2 separate regions of the Hordeum vulgare genome follow, and region 1 is linked to region 2. A link is a contact called in public Hi-C data. All regions are on one chromosome and are shown on one strand. Each heading gives the region's core, a stretch centred on a gene start, on an enhancer-like site or on the middle of the called end of the contact. The rest is flanking DNA. Distances are from core to core; before and after follow the strand shown.

Evidence for each region. Hi-C and Micro-C count contacts between places; a contact is called where the count stands out from the background.
Region 1: a contact with region 2 is called in a Hi-C map of leaf, with 4 times the contacts expected there. The contact joins the enhancer-like site here to the promoter of LOC123444563 in region 2. A contact is called at or near these places in 3 of 6 Hi-C or Micro-C datasets (leaf and seedling) and 1 of 1 datasets of contacts at active chromatin or transcription factors (embryo).

Annotation. Positions count from the first base shown.
Region 1 is chr3H:509,851,419-509,854,494 of MorexV3_pseudomolecules_assembly, reverse strand. No RefSeq gene overlaps it. Among protein-coding and RNA genes, the nearest start is that of LOC123440334, 34 kb to the left of the region's middle. Within about 2 kb of position 1,569, at least 3 of the 3 cell types and tissues checked have open chromatin away from gene starts, as enhancers often do. A contact at or near this core is called in leaf and seedling, where this site is marked.
Region 2 is chr3H:509,741,100-509,743,971 of MorexV3_pseudomolecules_assembly, reverse strand. LOC123444563 (helicase-like transcription factor CHR28) reads left to right here and starts at 1,483. Exons shown (of 14, transcript XM_045121331.1): 1 at 1,483-1,835. The coding sequence starts at 1,692.

The DNA of each region.
Region 1 (3,076 bases), core at 320-2,819, 110 kb before region 2:
TTCCTGGTGCCTCCTCGGGACCGACACCAAACCCTAGCTTTCTCCCCCTCCCTCGGGCTCTCCGGCCACCGGCAACAATGGGGTGGTGGAGCACTGACGGCAAGGGGAAGGTGGCGCACGACCACGAGGCTGGGTGCTCGTTTGGCCGCCGTCGTGTCGCAAGCGAGGAGCGACGTTCTTCTCCTCCGCCACGGCCTGCTCCGGCAGCTTTCTTCGTTGCCCCTCCGGGCGCCCCGACGCGCTCTCGGCAGTACATCCATGCGGATGTGTGCCGCCGCTATTGGGAGACAAGGACGCCGCTCCCCTCGAGCGACATCCACTTGGCGAACAACTAGCACCTATCCGCCGATCGGGTGTTGATCCCGCCGATGCCAATGAACGGCCGTGCCCACCGCGACGAGATCTACCGCCGCCGACGCCTCCCCGACGACCTCCACTACGACCCGAGGTACGCCGTGGATCCCCATGTGGGACACTTGGTTCCGTGATGAGCACGACGTGCGGCGCACGACCTATTTTGACGGCCAACACACCAGCCCGCGGCGGGCACGTGCAGAGCGCCGGGCGCACCCTCCAAGCCCTCCGAGGTGCGCGGGCGTACGCGGGTGCGCGGCTTGACGCCGACCCCGTCGTCGTCGCCCTTTCCGTTGCCACCACCACCTCCTCACATGATCGAAGAGGAGGAGGCATGGCTCGTCCAGCGTGTCATGGAAGATTCCATGAACACGTACGATGAGCGCTAGTGGGAGGGGCTGGAGAATATTATGGCACTCTCCACGGCCGGTAACGTGGCCATCCTGAAGCTGGAGATGGCTGACGCCGTGAAGGAGCAGCCCGTGGCGGTGAAGGAGGAGGTGCACGAGGAGCAACCAGTGGCCGCGTTCCACCCGAACCTGATGACCCAGCCACAAACCGATTCGGATATGAACAATCCCATTGTCGTCGGATAGAATTCGGCTCAAACGGATGTTTAGATGAGGTGGCGCGGTGACCCCATCCTGTCCGCGTGCGTCCGTTTGGGATAAAACGGACAAACCAGACGGCCGAGCGCGCGGGAGCAAACGGACTTTTGTTCGTTTTGTGTTCGCTTTTGACCCATCCCGACGCAAGTTTGTGTTGCCTTTGGGGTAAAACGGACAACCGCGGACAACCGGACACGCGTGCTTGTCCTCCCCTGGCCCGCCTGTCGGTGCCACGGGCCTCCTGTTTCTATACCCCCCCCAACCCATGAAGCTGGCCTGACACGCGGTGGTGTATTTTATTAATACAGGGCGGACAGGTTGCGGCCCGGGCCTCCTTTTTCTGCCCCCCTCCACCCCACGAAGCTGGCCTGACACGCAGTGATGTATTTTATTAATATAAGGGGGACAGGATGTAGCCTCGCCCTGGTCACACGGCCAGCTCATCCGAGAACAGGTCCGGAATCTGGATAAAATGAACTTCCTTTTGAAATCGCGCGGTGAAGTTGGCCTAAGATGCACATCTAGCGAGGGTCCAACGACTCCAGAGTCCACACTCCACACCGAGCGAGAGCGCGTGGTGGTCTGGACGGAAGATGCTTGCCTACCGGCTACCGCCGTACTGCTAGGGTACAAGGCAGTAGCACTGCATAGTAGAGTAGTATTATAAAGCTCCCGTGTTGTATCCTGAGCGTAGATGTGTTGTCAGTGCCTGCTTGCAGTCGACGCGACTTTGCCCGTCTTGCGATACAAGACTTTGATGCTCAAACTGACCGGGAAACCGGGCAACAGCTTCGGCCGCCTTGCGCTGTTCCATCGACGACGACGGCGACGTTATCCCCGTTCTTTACACCGCTGGTGGTCCCGAAACAAGCATCTGTGTCGGTGTGTAGCCGTCGTTCCTCCTCCCCGGGAAAAGGATTTGTTATGATAAAAGCTCTCAACATAGATGACAGATCCCAAGGGAAAATGATTTTGCCTAGAGGCAACGGCATAGTACAGCCCGAGACCATTAACAGGCAGAATTTTGCAGAAACCTGTTGCTTTCAGGGCAACACCGGCCGCTGAAGATTCATTCATACGAGTGTTTGCTGCGCTCTAGACTTTTCAATAGGAATTGATGAAATCTGAAGAATAACGCGTTCACTGATAATGACTAGCCGATGTTCCCTCCCCGGCCACCGCGTAGGAGCAAGCGGAAAATACGCAGCGCAAACAGATGTGTATACGTGCAGCTTGCTTTTTTTACGGACCAGTTCCTCCGGAAATGCCCGCTGTTTCACCGCGCAATGTCAGGGCGTTGATCGCGGTACCGGATATCATCTTTTCTTCAGAGCAAGTACGCGGCTACCTGACTGTGTGAGGGGTGTGAACATGGCATATGCCTTTGTCTGTGGAATCCGGAGACTTTGCTTCCACCGGGGTCTGGTTCCAAATGATACGCCGGTAGCACTTTGCCAACGGCCGCGGTGACGCTGAACAGGGGAGGTGAATCAAAAACTAACAACCCCCACCGAATCAATCAGTAGCTCCTTTTGTCGACGGGATTAACCTAACAAATCAATAGTACGAGGGATATGAACGGAAAGTAAAGCCTAGCTACGGCGCGGTGGTAACATTCGGATGTAAGAGTTCAAGCCTCATTCGAAAGTGGTAAGTGTTGTAAATATGCACTAGAGATAATAATAAAATAGTTATTATATATTTCTTAATTCATGATAATTGTTTATTATTCATGTTATAATTGTATTAACCAGAAAATCGTAATACATGTGTGAATACATAGACCACAACATGTCCCTAGTGAGCCTCTAGTTGGCTAGCTCGTTGATCAATAAATGATCATGGTTCCCTCATCATGAACATTGGATATCATTGATAACAGGATCACATCATTAGGAGAATGATATGATGGACAAGACTCAATCCTAAGCATAGCACAAGATCGTGTAGTTCGTCTGCTAAAACTTTTATAATGTCAAGTATCATTTTCTTAGACCATGAGATTATGCAACTCCCGGATACCTTAGGAGTGTTTTGGGTGTATTAAACGTCACAACGTAACTGGATGATTATAAAGGTGCACTACATGTATCTCCGAAAGTGTCTGTTGGGTT
Region 2 (2,872 bases), core at 234-2,733:
TTCTGATCCAAATTTGCGACTGTAATGCTTCGTCGCGGACGCGCCCGCCCTCTAGGTGTCCGTCCCAACTACCTATAGTCAACATAATTAATGACGGCCACCCTTTACGGGTCCACGCGTCAGCGGTCGCGGTCAGCCTTTTTTAATCCGAACGTGCGATGGGGTTCGGCCTCATCTGGTTCCAGCCCCTCGTCCCCATCTCGCCACCTCTCTGCTCCCTCGTCGGCGACCAAACCCTAGCCAACACCCATGGCCGCGCGAGGATGAAGAGCGACGCAAGGCCGAGAAGGAGGACGCGACATACGAGGCGCAACTCACGGAGGCCATCGCGCCGTTCATCGCTGGCGACTGCACCATGCCCCCTCAGCTGAAGACCGAGCCGTAGCCGGAGGTCTACTAGTGGACCGTCTGCCTTCGCGAGTGAGTCAGCGCGTCGCCCATCTGGTTGGGCGTGACATCACAGCAGGAGGCAGCCTACCTCCAGCATTGGAGGGCGTAGAGCCTCGCGGAGGAGGACACCGACGACCAGCGGCAGATGGAGCTGGAGCGCCGATTGGAGCAGGAAGCGGAGGCGGAAAGGGTGGAGAGGGAGGAAGAGGAGCGCGCTCGTGCTGCGCTGCCGCCGCCACCAGCGACGCCCGCGCCGACGCGACAGACGACGGAGGCACAACCCGCCTCGAACATCAACGTCGTTTTGAACACAAAGTTTCCCTGGGCCGGCCCTGCGCCGACGCTGATCGACCTCACCGCCGCGACGTCGACAACGACGACGCCTAGGGTAGCGCACTATCTCGTATTTTATGTTTAATTAATGTAATGGAAACGTGTGGACTCTTGTCAGCCTTCGTGGCCGTCTTTTATGTTTGACTAATGTTTATTTTTATTTAAAAAATGGGCGCATATTTTTTCGCACGTCGTCAACATGAATTGGACCAACGTTGGACACATGCATTAACCTAAACACGAAATCAGACTTTTTATCCGTTGAATCAAGCCAAACGAACAAAAATCGGACAAATGCACCGTCCTTTTGGCTGACGGTGTTGAGCGTTACCACTGTCTCCCATTTCCCAGCAATGTATATAGACACCCGATCCCAATTCCATCATTTCATTTCATCCACGAGTCGAAAATACACCTATCCCGGGTCTGTCCTGAAAAAGCTGCGCCACGCGCACGGTTCCGTGTGGCACACGGGGCCGGGGCCCGGGCCCCGGTCCACGACGACCCCGAAGCCGGGCGTCCCTCGGCTGAGTCGGCTCAAAAAGCCGAGCCAAAGTCGGTGGCTCCAGAACCGGCGTCCGGTCCGCGGCTCCGTCCGTCCACCGCGTGGTGCACATGCCGCGAATTTACTCCACCCCCACACAAACCCGAACCCGGCTTCTGTACCCGGCCATTCCCAAACCCCCCCCTCCCCCGACGCCGACCCTTTCCTCGGTCTCGCTTTTAAAAATCCCCCAACCCGGAACGAATTTTTCCCCTTCCTCTTTTCCACCAGTTCGACGCGGACGGCATCTCTATTCTCTCCTCAGCCCACCGCAGCGCAGCCGCCCCCCACCCCCGCCACGATTAAAAACGAGGGTGAGAGAGAGAGAGAGAGAGAGAGAGAGGGAAAGGGCTCTCGTCCGGCGGAGAAAAAAGCAGGGGCCCTCTCCCGCGGCGAATTGCATGATCGAATCGCGCCGGGGCGGATGATGGCGGAGGAACCGGCGATGGATTTCGACGACGGGGGCTACGGCGGCGCCGAGGACAACCTCTCCATGCCCCTCGGCGACTTCATGGCCTTCCTCGAGAGCGAGCCCGCCGACGACGGGGCGGAGGACCCGCGGCCCGAGGTGCGTGCGTCGCTTTTGCCGCCCCGGCCTTGCCCTAATTCGCATCTTAGCTCGGACCGCCCGGATCCAATTCGGCAGCCAGGGTTGGCCTTCCCCCGGGCTAGGGTTTTGGATTTCGTCGGAGCGGACGCGTACGAGTGTTTGGGATGTCATGCTCCTTCTACATATCCGCAATTCGCGATGTGTAGTGTCCTAGTCGCTTAGACTCTGGGCCTTTTCGAGTGAGATGTGTGTGAGCCAAGCGTGATCAAGCCTTGAGCAAGGGATTTGGTGCCACTTTTCAGTTTGGGGGAGTTGTTTTATTGTTTCCCCTACTAAATGGAATGCTAAAAGCTCAGTTATTGCATGTGATGCAATTAAGTCATACCGTCTATATATGTGCTTGTTAAATACTGTTTGGAAATGACATCCATCTTTTGATATTTGAGCCCAATCACATGAGCAATGATCATATGGTGCTGTCTTTGTCACTGGAGGCAGTTGACTTGAAGAGGATTAGGTCCTGGTGCATTGGATCCAAGTGTTGGATCATTGGCCTCGCCTGTGGTAGTACGTCAGCTGAGTTGATTGGGGTGCTGAGGCAAGAACTTGGTTGGAAGCAGCAAGTCTATGATGAGATATTCGGAGTAGTGCTGACTAGTTAAGGCGTTGATGATTGCAAGAGGATTATAAGGGTTGGGTGGAGTTGCATTGTTTCCTCCCTTTTCTCGTATTGTTTGGTATATCGCCCCCCAATTCTTAGTTACTCATGATCTCTAGAGTATGAGAAGGTTCAAGTTTTTTTTGCCGGCATTCAGCTATTTGCTGTCTTACCTTCTGGGGTGTGCTTATAGAGCAAAGGAGTTACACTCGATATTCTAAGCTGGCTGTAACTCTATTATAAATGAGATGAATCAGTTTGATTTAATTTTATGCGGGGTGATGGTGGGGATCTTGGATTCTTACTGTCAGTGACTCAGTGCAGTGTAATACACTAAACTTTCTATTATTCATTGGTTGTTGTGGTGAAAGGTGTTTCTCCAGTGTATGTTTGGGTT